Regions from separate parts of the Mus musculus genome. Here all the other regions are linked to region 3. The links are chromatin contacts, called in public Hi-C and HiChIP or PLAC-seq maps. All regions are on one chromosome and are shown on one strand. The core of a region is the stretch at or near the end of the contact, and the rest is flanking DNA. Distances in the headings are between cores, read along the strand shown. Region 1 holds the start of Mkrn1 (makorin, ring finger protein, 1). Region 2 overlaps Slc37a3 (solute carrier family 37 (glycerol-3-phosphate transporter), member 3). Region 3 has its middle 30 kb from the start of Mrps33. Region 4 overlaps Slc37a3 (solute carrier family 37 (glycerol-3-phosphate transporter), member 3). Region 5 has its middle 24 kb from the start of Gm25402.

Region 1 (2,762 bases), core at 242-2,741, 360 kb after region 3:
AAGTCTTGACACCAACACTTTAGAGGGCTAAGACCTGTCCCTGTGAATGACTATAGTGACAAGAACTTTTCCATTGAATTTGTTGCTAACATTTGTGCTACCTCCCCAACAGCTGTGCAACAAATCTTAAAGATTAAAAGTAAAATAAAATAAAGGGGGACAGTGGTGAAGTCTTTAAACCCCAGGATTCAATATTTGGGAGGCAGATCTCTGTTCATTGAAGTCCAGCCAGGTTTACTTTATTGAGGAGGGAGAGAGAACTTTGGATCTAAAATGTTCCTCAGAAGTTCATGTGATGTGTCTTGGACTCCAGTGATTTATGCTTAGACACAGTTTTGGAGAAATGATTGGCACTGCCCTCATCAGTGGATTCATATAACCTGATGGTGGAAACTCTAGGGGAATGGGCATAGTTAGCTGGGAGCCAGTACTTGGGAGCATGTCCTTGAAGGCTGTCTGCTTACTGACAGATTCTTGCAGTGTAGCCCAGGCTGGCCTCAAGCCTGTGACCCTTTTTGATAGGTTATTTCTCTGATGTTGGTGAAATGAGCCAATTCACACTAGATTCGAGTCTATTAAAGGCAGGTTTATTGGGAAGCTCTCTCAGGCAGGCTAGTTCACTGGCCTCAGGAGTCGCCACGGGGGTAAGGATGGGATAAGGAAGGGAGAGAGAAAAAAAGAAAGGGCATGCAGGCAGAGAGGAGACAGAGAAAATGTCTAGAAATATAGGGAGGAGCCTCTGGGGTGAAGGGCAGCCTAGCTCCTGGGCTGGAAAGTTCAAGGTTGGGGGCAGGGAATGCCAGATAGGGACTAAAAGGACGCTAGGGAAGTCCGGAGGTCAAGTCTGCTTTGATATGTAAAATATGCACCTCAGTTCCTGGTCAGGTATAAAACCAAACACTTTTTTCCTTTAGCTTCCCAAGAGCTGGTATTACAAACAGGCTACCACACATAATTCATTTACAACATTACTGTTATTACTTTGACAGGATCTATTTAGCTTGGGCTGGTCTCGAACTTGCAGCCATTGTGATACTCAAGTCTTCACATTGGTGGGATTCCAAGATGTCTGCCGCCAGGCCCACCTGGGCACTTCCATCAGCAGGGATTCTGACAGTTCCTGTGAGAGAAAGAAACAGATCCCAACACAATAGGTTGGGATCTCACTCTAGATAAAGAGCAGACACAGCCCCAGGCCTTCCCCCACCTTGTACGTGCGCCACCAGCCATAGGCAGAAGTTGGTCCTTGCATGTGGTCCTTTGATGGCTAGGATGGCTAGGACCAGGACCATCCTAGCACACCTGGCTAAGCGTGTGATCACGCCCCTTTAGGGCGGAGCCTAAGCCATCACCAATCAGCGTCGCCGGAGGAGGGCCGCGGGTGCCCTGCGGAGCCCGCAGTTCCTGAGACCTGAGCGCTCGGAGACGCGGTGACACGGCGCGGGACTGGCGCAGAGCTCTCGGGCTCCTCAGCCTCCCTCCCCTCCCCTCCCTTCGCTGTCTTCTCCTTCTCAGCCGGACCGGAACTATGTGATCCCGGAAGTTCCGGGGCCATTGCTGTGTGGGATAAACAGTAATGGCGGAGGCTGCGGCTCCCGGAACAACAGCCACAACATCAGGAGCAGGAGCGGCAGCGGCGGCGGTGGCAGCGGCCTCCCTCACCTCTATCCCCACAGTCGCTGCCCCGTCCCCGGGGGCGGGAGGAGGGGGCGGCGGCAGCGACGGCAGCGGCGGCGGCTGGACGAAACAGGTCACCTGCAGGTAGGACGTTGCGTGGCGCGGCGGAGGGCGGGGGCTGCGGGGCCGAGCAAGAGGCGGAGGCGGGCGTCGCGGGGTCCCCGCTGCGGCTGTCCGTACAGCATCGCTGCGTCAGCCTCCGCAGAGGTTGGCCGCGGCATCGCTGCGGGTTTCAGACTGCGGGCTCGGACTGCAGGGCGGTCCCGTCACCTCGCCTCGCTCAGCGGCGCCCCGGTGCGTGCGGAGAGGACCGGTGTCCCCGCCCTGGCCTCCATCGCTACAGGTTCGGGGATGCGGCGCGAGCTCGCCGATGCGAATCGGGCTCTAACGACCCTCGGTGCGCCCTGAGACCCTCCAAGGGTCCCGGCGAGCTCGGCCGGCCCCGGGGCTCCGAGCCGGGCTATCCGTTTGTAACGTCTTTTCTGCTCTCTGCGCCGCTCACCCCCGCCCCGCCGGGAGCAGCCGCTTTTGTATGCCTTTGTATGTAAGTCGGTGGTCGGCGGTTCCGAGCTTTGTCTCCGAACCGAGCGTTCGGAGCCGGCGTTAGGCTCTTCCACCCTTGGTTTTATGAACTGCCATTATTATTACTGTCCCTTTGAGAGGCGTTCTTCTTTGCGAGAAAGGAGATCCGACCAGAGAGGTTTGGTTCTTGTTTGGTAAGCGAGACGAAATTATTGGGAAAATGTATGATCAGGTGACAGTTATACAGTACGTATGTTAAAAAATAATTCCCCAGCTATAAACGTTGGAGGAAGGATTGTTTGTATTAACGATGGGAGGGGGCTTATTGAGACAGTCCTACTGTGTGGCCCCGGTTGACCTATATAGTCTGACTGCCCTAGAATTTTCGGCAATCCTCTTGTTTTTGCCTCTCTAGTGCGGGAGTGCAGGGGTGAGATGATACCACGCCCGAGTATATAGATTTTAACTACCAGGAAGGACTATATACGCTTTTCTATCGGCTAAGAAAATTAAAAGGAAATGCCACTTTAAACCCGGCAAGGACAGTTTATTAACCGCAAATG
Region 2 (2,700 bases), core at 80-2,579, 410 kb after region 3:
CGGGCAGTGGTGCTTGCCCTTTGAGGTTTGTGGTTTGAATCTGAAGTCAGCCCGGTTGTGTGATTTTTCTCTGACAGAATTCAGCTGTGAGGATACAGGGAAGGAAGCGGGCCAGGCCTGGGAGAAGAAAAGACTCTGGGGAGATGGCATGTAATCTGGTAAGGAAGTGTGGCTAAGGGAGGAGCCTGGCTGGGGGAAATGAGTGTCGGAGTGTGAAGTATCTAACGCAAGCACTCTGGAAGGCAAGGGTGTTTAGAATGCTGGTAGGAGCGATTCCAGGCCTGAGTTTCACCCATGGAGTGAGTGAGGCTTCTTGGGGATACAGGGAAAAGGCAAGTGAAGAAGACAGGACTGAAGAAGGGTCTTAAGAGGGGACTCTTGCTGGGTGGTGGTAGCACACGCCTTTAATCCCAGCACTTGGGAGGCAGAGGCAGGTGGATTTCTGAGTTCAAGGCTAGCCTGGTCTACAAAGTGAGTTCCAGGACAGCCAGGGCTACACAAAGAAACCCTGTCTCAACCCTCCCCTATCCCCCCCCCCCCAAAAAAAAAAGAGAGGACTCTTTCCTCTTCTGGTTGGTTGCTCAAAAGCTCTGAAAGCAAAGAGGAAGGGCCTGTGGAACAGCAGCTTCCAGTGTGGAGGGCCAGTTCTGGTAGTGGGTAGCAAGAGTTTCAGAGGGAAATGGGTGAGAGCTGCCCTGGGTACAAGGTGGGCAGGAAATAGGTGAGAGCTGCCCTGGGTACAAGGTGGGCAGGACCCATTGATTTTTGAAGCAGGTAGGCTGTGACAGGAGTGGTGGCTTCTTGAGAGGCAGGGAGACAGCCAAGTGTCTGTAAGGATGTGGATTAGTTAGCTCTCTCTTTCTCTAGGTTCCCAGAAAGCCTGGTGGGAGAGTGGACTGGATAGTGGTGCAGACCATGCAGGAGTGGTGGGTACTGTTTTATGTTTTCTCTCCTACCAGCCTCTTTTTTTTTTTTTTTTCTTGTCTGTGGACTTTGATTCAAGCATTACTAGTACAGAACATTTTTATTTAAAACATATTTATCTACTTATTCACTCATGTGTGTATGATGTGTGTGTGTATGTATATATTCAGGTAGGCAGCTGCCCTACTCTCCCAAGTAAGGACATTACAGCACTGCCTCACCATCTTCAGCACAAGAAACCTTTAAAGGCTTGCTATATTTGGGTTGGAACAAGTTGTAAATCTCTCTATAGAAATGAAATAGTGGATGACCCATATAACCCCAGCACTGAGGGGAATGCTGCTGAGGCAGAGTTCCTTCAAGTTCCAGACCAGCCTGGGCAACAGAGTGAGACAATGTTTAAAGATAAAGTAGAAGTTTAGAAGTAACAATGTAACAATTTAGGGCTCTCCCTCTTCAGTTATGTGGCAGGGTAAAGCCATCTTGTATCAGCATTCGTAGTGTACTTCTGTTCTTTTTTGCAGAGTATACACACACACACCCCACCCCACCCCACCCCTGTTTGTGTGTGTGTGTGTGTGTGTGTGTGTGTGTGTCCCAGTACTGGCTCTGTAGACCAGGCTGGCCTGGAACTCAGAGATCCACCTGTCTCTGCCTCCCAAGTACTAGGAATAAAGGCCCGTGTGCCTCCACTTGGCCCAAAACCTTATTTTTAACATTTTATTTTATTAGTATTCTTTTTACTTTTAAGGTAACAGCGTGGAAAGTTGAGGGTATTGTTCAAAGGATACAAAATTTCCTTCAGAAAGGCCTAAGTTCAAGATCCTATTGTATATGGAAACTGGAGTAATAACAATGAATCCCCTAGATTCTAAGTGAGTAATAACAATGTGTCTTCTAGATTTTAAGTGTGTCCCTTCACAGAAAATGACACCTGGTGAAGCAATGCATTTGTTAATTCCCTTTGGAGCCATTCCACAAGTATACTATACATACTCCAAAACATACTGGATATGACAAGTGTATACTGCATTTTGTGATTTAAAAAATAAGAAAAGCCAGACTGGCTACTGGGTAGTAGTGATTGTTTTGTAAGTCTCATGTCCTGGGTTAGGACCCATAATCAGTAGTGAGAGGACATTGGTGGGACAACTCCCAAAAGTGACCCCTATGATGTATCTTAGCATACACACTCAGATTCTCACACTCACACACAATAAGTAAATATATACACAAATAATAAGAAAAGCCAATTCTTAGCACTGTCAACTATTACATGATAGTTATATGTTCAGTATTCACACTGAGAAAATACTAAAGTTACTGTGACTTCAGAAACAGAAATTTGACTTTAATAAGTGGGGTGTGATGGTACCTACTTATAATCCTAGTATTTAAGAGGCTAAGGCAGGAGGATTGCTGCAGGTTGGAGAATAGCTTGAACTTCATAGTGAATTGGAGGCTAGCCTGGACTACATAGTGAGACATGTCCTTATAAATATTTTTTTCAGTTTTTGTTTTATGTGTATGAATGTTTTGCCTGCATGTACAGCTACCTAGTAGGTGAGAAGAGGGCATCAGATTCCCTGGAAATAGAGTACAGAGGGCTGCGAGCTAACCTGTGGATGCCCGTGTTCTTAGCTGCTAAACCATCTCTCAAGCCCTGAGGATGTATCTTTAGGGGAAAATCAGCAAGCTGGACATGGTGGTGGATAGTTTTAATTACAACACTTGGGAGACAGAGGCAAATGTATCTCTTAGGAGTTCAAGAGTAGC
Region 3 (2,700 bases), core at 22-2,521:
TGAGGCTACCGTAGGCCAATGTAAACACAGGAGGTCCTGACCACTCTGCTAGTGGCTATCTGGGGGGTAAAGTCTATAGTCCCCTGACCCAGGCTGGAAAAGTGAGAAACTTCCAAGTCACACTGATGCTATCTCCCCCACATTCCTAATCTTCTAGGAATTTCAGGGCTGCCTCGCCTCTACCGCCTTGAAATGTTATCTCGTATGAAAAAAAAAGGAGGCAAGAAATGCTATGTCTGGTAGGCCGCTTGCAACTGCAGACTTTAAAAATCCAAGCTGGAAAACAGCCTTAGAGAAGTAGCTAAAACCCCACGCCGAGGCTGTTGACCAGTCTGGCGTGCCAGCGGCTAAGTATTTTACCCTCGGTCCCTTCAGGTACAAATCAAACCGGAGTTACATAGGACTCTTAACAAACATGCTCTAACAGGCACATGTGTGGACTTGTGAAATCTGTGGTCACTTCCTAAGGCCGGGCTCACAAAGCCAGTTCTTAACAAACATGACTAAGAGTAGTTCCTCTTAGTCATGACGCCTGCGTTTCACATAGGTTCCAGAGCGAGGTTTTGCTGGGAGCTGCTGAACCAGTCATTTAGGCTTCTTCTAAGAGTGGATGATTATGAAGGCATATCATAAGTGGAACTGAAAAGCAAATGAACGCATCGCCAACAAAAATACTTAAATAATTTAAATTGGCCTAAAAAAAAAAAAAACACTCACACACAAACAAAAAACAAAAGCAAAAGCAAAAAAGCAAGCCAGCCCACTGTGTCTGCTTCCCGGCTAGCTGACTCTCGTTCTGTACCCTGGGGCTCACAGTTTCCTCCGAAGGAGCTGTTTCTGGTTATTACAGGAAAGGCATTCATTCCCAGGCAGATCTCCCCTACAGTTTAGCTCCTCTGGCCTCACACCCGATGTGTGTTTACCCAGTGTCTCCCTGTCTCTGTGTGGTTGGTGTGTGTGTTTGGGGGATGGGGAGGGGGAGGGGGCGCGTGCGTCAAAGCCAGGACCTCTACCACTGAGTTACGTACTCAGGCCTCTTGTGCTTTATTGTACTTTAGTTTCTGTTGGTTTCCCTGCAAAAGGAGCGACAGAACCTTTTACAACAAACACCAAGCAGTCATATACCATCAGTCCTTAAATCCACGGATATCTTAGTCTCCTCTAGAAGCTCAGAAAGAAAACCAAGAGGAAGAAAAGGAGCACAGAGAACTAGGGGGTGAAAGGTCATTTGTCCGGGGAGGAGAATTTCCCAGTAACACCCCACCCCCTCCCCCCTGGCTTTCTGTGACCGGCAGCTCATCCTGCTGTCAGCAGACAGCCGCTCAAAGCGCTCCTGCTGAGATTTGCAGTCCAACTGGTTCCTAACAGGCAGCAGTTTTAACGACAAGAATCTTTACCTTTGCCTTCCAGACCCAGGAAGAGATAAGTCTGTGTGGCTGCAGGTTCCCCAGCCAGCTGCCTCTAACTCCCGCACTCCGGAGACTAAGGCAGGAAGATCACCAAGCCACAAGTCCGGCCTGAGCTGCACGCATACAACGCGAGACCCTGTCTATACGATTTCATTTTAAAAACAAAAGTTAAATATACACATACCAAAAAAGAAAGAAAGAAAAGAAAAATAGAAGGCTTTATTGAATCTTATCAAGTGGAGATAATGTTCTGAAGTTAAAAATAGGTTTGTAAAAGGGAGCTGGTGGGCACAGCACTCACTGCCCTTGCAGAGAACCCAGATCCAGTTCCTGTCCAGACGTCGCTCACAAGCATCTGTGACTCAAGTCTGGAGCCCTTTTCTGGCTTCCATGGGTCTAGACACACAAAATGATCGTACACATAAACTTTTTAGATATACAAAAGTAACCAGGCATGGTAGCCCATACTTTTAATCCTAGCTCAGGAGGCAGATCTCTGAATTCAAGGCCAGCCTGATCTAAATAACAAGTTCCAGGGATACACAGAGAAACCCTGTCTCAAAAATGAAAAACAAAAAACAAACACACACACACACACACACATACATATATATGTGTGTGTGTACATATATGTATGTGTATATGTATGTGTGTGTATATACATATGTATATGTGCAAGTTGGACAGTTGGTCCAGCTTGAAAGCACTGGCTGTTCTTCTGAAGGGCATGTTTGATTCCCAGCACCCACGTATTGGCTCACTATCATCTATAACTTCAGTTCCAGGGGATCCAAAGCCCTCATCTGACTTCTATGGGGTTCTAGGCACACATAAACATGCAGGTGAAATATTCCTAGACATAAAAAAATAATTCTTTAAAAACACAAAAAGGAACTGAAGGTATAGTATAGTTCAGTGGTAGAGCATGTTTTTAGTATGCAGAAGACCCTAAGTTCCAACCCCAACACCATTTTTTTAAGTAATTGAAACAAACACAAACAAAAGTCAAACAAACAAAACAGCCAGGCATGGATGGCAGCTCATGGTGGGAAAGCAGGGAGATTATGAGTTCAAGTGTTGCCTGCAGAGCAAAATTTTTGTCTCCAAATAAGGTGGGGGCAGATATGGAGCAAAAGGGCTGTGGCCGCAGTTCAACAGCAGAGTATTGGCCCAGCACACTTGCAAAGCTCTGGGTTAGATCCAAGGAAAAGGAAAAGGAAAAGAGGTGGGGGGTGGGGAGGGAAAAAGGAGAGAGGAAGAGGGGGGAGGGGAGAGAGAGGAAGAAACGAAG
Region 4 (2,700 bases), core at 137-2,636, 440 kb after region 3:
AGGACAACCTGTCAGAATCTGTTTTCTTTCCACTGTGTGGGTCCTGGGGCTTGAACTTGAGACATCAGGCTTGATGACAAGGGTCGTTACCCTCGGCCATCTTTCCAGACCCATTATACTGAGTGTTTTAAATACATTTAACTAGTACACTTGAGAACAGTTTCTCCTGTAGTCCAGGATGCCCTTGAGTTCCTGATCCACCTTGCACGTGCTGGGATTATAGGCCTGTGTTACCACGCTGGCTACACATGTCAGTGTTCAGACCCCAACTGTAAGCCTGGTGGCAAGTGTCCTTGTCCCCTGGGCCAGCTTGGCAGGACTATTAGTGCGTTTGGACACATATTCCTGGATGAGATTGCATTATCTACTAAGGAGAAACGAGTCCAAGCGTCAAATGTCTACACTGAAACTTAAACATTTACCCACTTACTGTAGAAATAGCACAAGTGTCCATCCAGCAGCTGCTGAATGCATAAGCAGGATGTGGCCGATCCATACAGTGGAGGATTATTTATCAGTTAGAAGGTGACAAAGGCTTGGAAGATACCACAGCATAGAGGAACCTCAGAAATATGCTATTGAAAGAAGCCAGTCATGGGAGACACAGTGTGCCTTCTTCATTCATAGGAAATGTCTAAAATTGGTAAATTTATAAGAAAAGAAAAGACTGGATCTGTGGTGCCTCAGGAGTGACTGCCAGTGGGCTGGCTGCTTATGGAGCTGGCCATAACATTGCTAAATGGCATTAATGATGGGCTGCATCAATTCAGATCCACTAAAAACTATTGTGCTCTGCCCTTGTAGTGGATGTGTCTTTATGTTATCCAAACTGTACGTTGACAGGATGTTTTTAAAGGACTGGTGAGATAGCTCAGTGGGAAAAGGTATTTGCCATCACATTGTAGAATGAGAAAACTGAATTCTGAAGGTTGTCCTTTGACCTTCTCATATACAGTGTGTGTGTGTGTGTGTGTGTGTGTGTGCGCGCGCGCGCGCGTGAACACCCAGGTATACACATAGTGAGTAAGAAAACAGTGTTAGGTGGTGGTGGCTTAGGCCTTTAATCCCACCACTGGGGCTGATCCCTTGAGTTCCAGGACAGTTCCAGGACAGCTAGGCTACACAGAGGAACCCTGTCTTGAAAAACAAACAAAAAGTATCCGTGTGGTTGTTTGAATGATAAATATTTTTTAAAGGTAGAGTTACAGTTACTGTTTAGAAGGCTACTATGTTCCCGAAGCTGTGATGGGTGGTGAGAGTTTTGTGGGTAGGGAGCTTGCTCTGCTGTTCATCCAGGCTGACCTTGATCTTCCTGCCTGTTCTCACTGGTGCTGCCATCCCAGGCGCACTGCTGCACCCAGATGGACTTGAACTCTGTTTATCTGATAGGACCTAGGCCAGGTCACTAAGTGTTTTTGCTTTCATTTTTCCCCAGCACACATTTCAGTAATGGTGTGGTCAAAGGATGTGGCTTATCTCATCTGTGTTCAGGTGGTTTTCAGGACCAATGTCAAGACTGTTTAGCAGGGGAAAGTCATCTCTTCAGCAGTGGAATGGAGGGACTAGATATCCCCATGAAAAAGAAGTAATTAAATCCTTATTTCATACATCAATGACCTCCAAGTGGATTAAAGATCTAACTTGAAGAGCTAAAATTATGAAATTCTTAGAAGAAAACATAGGTCAAATTTTGATTAGAAAATAGATATAAATGGCTAATATAAATGCATGTAAAGATTCTCAGTGGCCTTAGTAGAGAATAGCCACACTGATATCTGACTTCATTCCTAGTGAGGATCAACTTAATAAAAAGCAGAACATAGGGCTTGGAGAGATACTCAGTGCCCTTTTCTGACCTCCATGGGACCAGGCACTCATGTGCCTCACATCTGTGTGTTTAGGCAAAATCAGAGCTGTGCATGGTGATGTGAACATAAACAAAATGGTGCAGAAAATATGGGTATTTCCCCCCCCAAAATTAACTGTGCAATTATTATGTGACCTAGTTTACTTCCCCTTCTCCCCGACTGAAAACAAGGACTAGCATTTGTATGCTGGTGCTTATTACAGTATTACTCATAGTAGATAAAAAGGAGAAACAGGTACTCAACAGAAAAATGGATTAAAAATACCGTGATATTGCTAAACGCATGAAACTCAAGAAGAATGAAGACCAAAGTGTGGACACTTTGTCACTTCTTAGAATTGGAAACAAAACACCCATGGAAGGAGTTACAGACACAAAGTTTGGAGCTGAGACAAAAAGATGGACCATCTAGAGACTGCCATATCCGGGGATCCATCCCATAATCAGCTTCCAAACGCTGACACCATTGCATACACTAGCAAGATTTTGCTGAAAGGACCCAAATATAGCTGTCTCTTGTGAGACTAGGCAGGGGCCTAGCAAACACAGAAGTGGATGCTCATAGTCAGCTATTGGATGGATCACAGGGCCCCCAATGGAGGATCTAGAGAAAGTACCCAAGGAGCTAAATGGATCTGCAACCCTATAGGTGAAACAACAATATGAACTAACCAGTACCCCGGAACTCTTGACTCTAGCTGCATATGTATCAGAAGATGGCCTAGTCGGCCATCACTGGAAAGAGAGGCCCATTGGTCATGCAAACTTAATATGCCTCAGTAGAGGGGAACACCAGGGCCAAGAAGTGGGAGTGGGTGGGTAGGGGAGTGGGT
Region 5 (2,700 bases), core at 50-2,549, 330 kb after region 3:
AAAGGATCTGGGAGATGATTTGGATTCAGTTCCCTGGACCCAAGTGACAGGTAACAACAGTCTGTAATTCCTGTCCCAGGGGATCAGATGTCCTCTTCTCGCCTCTGCTGCTACCTTGGAAGCATATGGTGCACAGACAATACATGCAGGCAAAAAACACACATACACATAAAAATAAATAAATAAATAAACATGCATTCACATAAAAATAAATAAAAATTTAAGACCTATTAAAATAGTATTTTGGGGACTATTAAATATTTCGTAAAATATTGAAATGAAGTGACTTGTTTGTGCTAAGTTGATAATGGGCTTGCAGAGCATGCGTGAAGGCCTGGGTTTGATCTCCAGCACTGCGGAGACCAGGCCCAGGCGTGATGATGCATGTTAATAATTCCAGTGACCAGTGACATGGGTCTTTTTTTTTTTAATAGGATGATGGGACTCTTCTCCAAACAGTTGTGTCTGATCTAGGGACTTTGGGTCACTGAAGCTCAACCTGAGAGAATAGCTGAGTTTCTTTGTCACAGGCTCTTGTTGGAGTGTGCAGAGCAAGCTTTATTAAGAATTACAGAGGTGGGGGATGGTGTCACATTCCTTTGATCCTAACCCTGGCAAGGGCAAGGCCTGATGGGTCCCTACAGAGAGTTCCAGACCAGCTAACTAAAGGCTGCTGTAGTGAGATCCTGTCTCTTAAAAAAAAAAAAAAAAAAAAATATATATATATATATATATATATATGTATATATATATATATATATATATATATATATATATAGAGAGAGAGAGAGAGAGAGAGAGAGAGAGAGAGAGAAAGAGAAAAGGGAGAGCCGGGCGTGGCTGAGTTCGAGGCTAGCCTGTTCTACAAAGTGAGTTCCAGGACAGCCAGGGCTACACAGAGAAACCCTGTCTCGAAAAAGTAAAAAAAAAAAAAGAAAAGAAAAAAGAGAGAGCCATGATACTTGTTCTATGGGTTTTTTTTTCCTGTTCATATAATATATATAGTACACAGTGCTCCCATACATATATGCCCGCACCCCAGAAGAGGGCACCAGATCCCATTATAGAGGGTTGTGAGCCACCCAGTGGTTGCTAAGAATTGAACCCAGGACCTCTCGAAAAGCTTGCATAATTCTCCGTGACTCCACAGGCTCAGCCAACAGAGGGTCCGACCCTCTATTCTTATTCCCTGGCTCAACCAGGAAATCGCCTGTGATCTGTCCGTGCACTGCCCAGTTCCTCTGCTCAAAGCCCCTTCTGCGCGGCTGTGTCTGGTTAGCGGCAGAGCTCGACTATCTGGCGGATCTTGGTCTCTATGGGTGACCCAGGCACAGTTGATCATTCGCAGCTCCCTTTGTTTTCAAGAGGATTAAGGAGCTCCCTTTTTTTTTTTTTTTTTTTTTTTTTTTTGTTCTACTCTCCGGAACTGGGTGGAGGCTTCAGGTTAAAAGCCTTTTTAGTTTGTTTTTGTTTTGTTTTGTTTTTTGTGTAGTCCTTGCATGTCCCGGAACTTGCTATGTAGATCAGGCTAAAGTCTAACTCAGACTTCCACCACCTCTCAGGGTGTGCGGCCCCAACAAAAGAAGATATTCAAAAGAGGCACCTGAGTCTCTCAATCTGACTATCAATAGAATTGAAATCAATTGGAATAATGGACCGCAAAGAGATTGGAATTCCTCCCACGGAGCTCAGGCGAAGCGAGGAACCAGCAGGAGGGGAGATTGCTCAAAGCTGCAATGAAAAAAAAAAAAAAAGTCAAACTACCTTATGGAAGGAGACTTGACTGGAGCTGTGTTTGGTACAGGTGCGGTATGGTGGAGTAGAGCCTAAAAGGAATGCTAACACTTATTTAGCCCTTAATCTAAACTTAGATCTCATTCTAAGACGCTAAATTTGAACTTGGAAGGTTTCAATGATTTCACTTTGGTTGGTTGGTTGGTTTGGTTTGGTTCGGTTTTAAAGTACAGGGTTTCTCTGTGTAGCCCTGGCTGTCCTGAGACTCGATTTTGTAGCCCAGGCTGGCTTTAAGCTCAGAGACCTATCTTTGCCTCCCTGAGTACTGGGATTAAAGGCATGTGCCATCACACCTGGCTGCATTTCACAATTTTCGGTGATCACATTGAAAAGGAATAAATCCCAGATCACTGCTTTCTACTTTCTTTTTTCTTTTTTTTTTTTTTTTTTTTTTTTAAATGACAGACTACCACTGTATAGTCCTTGGCTGGCCTAGAACTCACTATGTAGATCAGGCTGTCCTTAAATTTGACCTACCAGTGCCTCCTAGTGCTATAATTGTTATAATTAAAAATTAATCCCAGCACTTGGGAGGCAGAGGCAGGTGGATTTCTGAGTTCGAGGCCAGCCTGGTCTACAAAGTGAGTTCCAGGACAGCCAGGGCTACACAGAGAAACCCTGTCTCAAAAAACAAAACAAAAAAATTAAAAGCATGCACCAACATACCTGGTCCCAAACTTCTTTTAGGATGTGGCAAGGATGCCCTGCATCCCTTGCTGAAAACAAGCACCACTATCTGAGTTCAGCCAGGGATAAAGTTCCAAGCTTGGGAAGAAAGCAGGGAGCTGCCCCTGTGTTAAAGAGTCTCGGAGGCTCATTGCCTAGAACACCCATGGTTTGTGGTGAACTGGAATGTTAGAAATCTGGAACCAAATTATTGTGGACTATCTTTAGCTTATTTTTTAA

The links. Hi-C and Micro-C count contacts between places; a contact is called where the count stands out from the background. HiChIP or PLAC-seq counts read pairs in DNA pulled down with a chosen protein or histone mark.
Region 1: an H3K27ac HiChIP or PLAC-seq map of extraembryonic endoderm stem cells shows a contact between it and region 3, with 6 times the contacts expected there. The contact joins the promoter of Mkrn1 here to the enhancer-like site in region 3. A contact is called at or near these places in 16 of 39 promoter capture datasets (the 3T3-L1 cell line, 3T3-L1-derived adipocytes, the C10 cell line and 11 more), 6 of 484 Hi-C or Micro-C datasets (B cells, the Ba/F3 cell line, the N1E-115 cell line and 3 more), 9 of 115 datasets of contacts at active chromatin or transcription factors (T-cell acute lymphoblastic leukemia, bone marrow-derived macrophages, embryonic stem cells and 3 more) and 3 of 9 other capture datasets (adipose tissue, embryonic stem cells and liver).
Region 2: a contact with region 3 is called in an H3K27ac HiChIP or PLAC-seq map of extraembryonic endoderm stem cells, with 4 times the contacts expected there. The contact joins two enhancer-like sites. A contact is called at or near these places in 2 of 484 Hi-C or Micro-C datasets (B cells and embryonic stem cells) and 2 of 115 datasets of contacts at active chromatin or transcription factors (extraembryonic endoderm stem cells and pancreatic cancer cells).
Region 4: a Hi-C map of the N1E-115 cell line shows a contact between it and region 3, with 6 times the contacts expected there. The contact joins two enhancer-like sites. A contact is called at or near these places in 2 of 484 Hi-C or Micro-C datasets (the N1E-115 cell line and embryonic stem cells) and 3 of 115 datasets of contacts at active chromatin or transcription factors (embryonic stem cells, extraembryonic endoderm stem cells and stem cell-derived stembryo).
Region 5: a contact with region 3 is called in an H3K27ac HiChIP or PLAC-seq map of extraembryonic endoderm stem cells. The contact joins two enhancer-like sites. A contact is called at or near these places in 2 of 15 datasets of contacts at CTCF or cohesin (the NIH/3T3 cell line and large pre-B cells), 6 of 484 Hi-C or Micro-C datasets (the N1E-115 cell line, embryonic stem cells and pro-B cells), 10 of 115 datasets of contacts at active chromatin or transcription factors (the NIH/3T3 cell line, bone marrow-derived macrophages, embryonic stem cells and 5 more) and 1 of 9 other capture datasets (embryonic stem cells).

What each region holds. Positions count from the first base shown.
Region 1 is chr6:39,419,098-39,421,859 of GRCm38.p6, reverse strand. It overlaps Mkrn1 (makorin, ring finger protein, 1), which reads left to right and starts at 1,491. Exons shown (of 8, transcript NM_018810.2): 1 at 1,491-1,761. The coding sequence starts at 1,577. It overlaps Gm10244 (predicted gene 10244), which reads right to left and starts at 1,482. Exons shown (of 2, transcript NR_152168.1): 1 at 1,208-1,482; 2 at 566-1,120.
Region 2 is chr6:39,370,305-39,373,004 of GRCm38.p6, reverse strand. The region is part of intron 1 of Slc37a3 (solute carrier family 37 (glycerol-3-phosphate transporter), member 3); the gene reads left to right. Among named protein-coding and RNA genes, the nearest start is that of Slc37a3, 6.1 kb to the left of the region's middle. Within about 2 kb of position 1,329, at least 3 of the 459 cell types and tissues checked have an H3K27ac peak or open chromatin away from gene starts, as enhancers often do. A contact at or near this core is called in extraembryonic endoderm stem cells, where this site is marked.
Region 3 is chr6:39,779,677-39,782,376 of GRCm38.p6, reverse strand. No RefSeq gene overlaps it. Among named protein-coding and RNA genes, the nearest start is that of Mrps33, 30 kb to the left of the region's middle. Within about 2 kb of position 1,271, at least 194 of the 459 cell types and tissues checked have an H3K27ac peak or open chromatin away from gene starts, as enhancers often do. A contact at or near this core is called in B cells, the Ba/F3 cell line, the HPC-7 cell line and 11 more, where this site is marked.
Region 4 is chr6:39,340,662-39,343,361 of GRCm38.p6, reverse strand. The region is part of intron 13 of Slc37a3 (solute carrier family 37 (glycerol-3-phosphate transporter), member 3); the gene reads left to right. Among named protein-coding and RNA genes, the nearest start is that of Slc37a3, 36 kb to the left of the region's middle. Within about 2 kb of position 1,386, at least 19 of the 459 cell types and tissues checked have an H3K27ac peak or open chromatin away from gene starts, as enhancers often do. A contact at or near this core is called in the N1E-115 cell line, where this site is marked.
Region 5 is chr6:39,444,905-39,447,604 of GRCm38.p6, reverse strand. No RefSeq gene overlaps it. Among named protein-coding and RNA genes, the nearest start is that of Gm25402, 24 kb to the right of the region's middle. Within about 2 kb of position 1,299, at least 105 of the 459 cell types and tissues checked have an H3K27ac peak or open chromatin away from gene starts, as enhancers often do. A contact at or near this core is called in bone marrow-derived macrophages, embryonic stem cells, epiblast stem cells and 1 more, where this site is marked.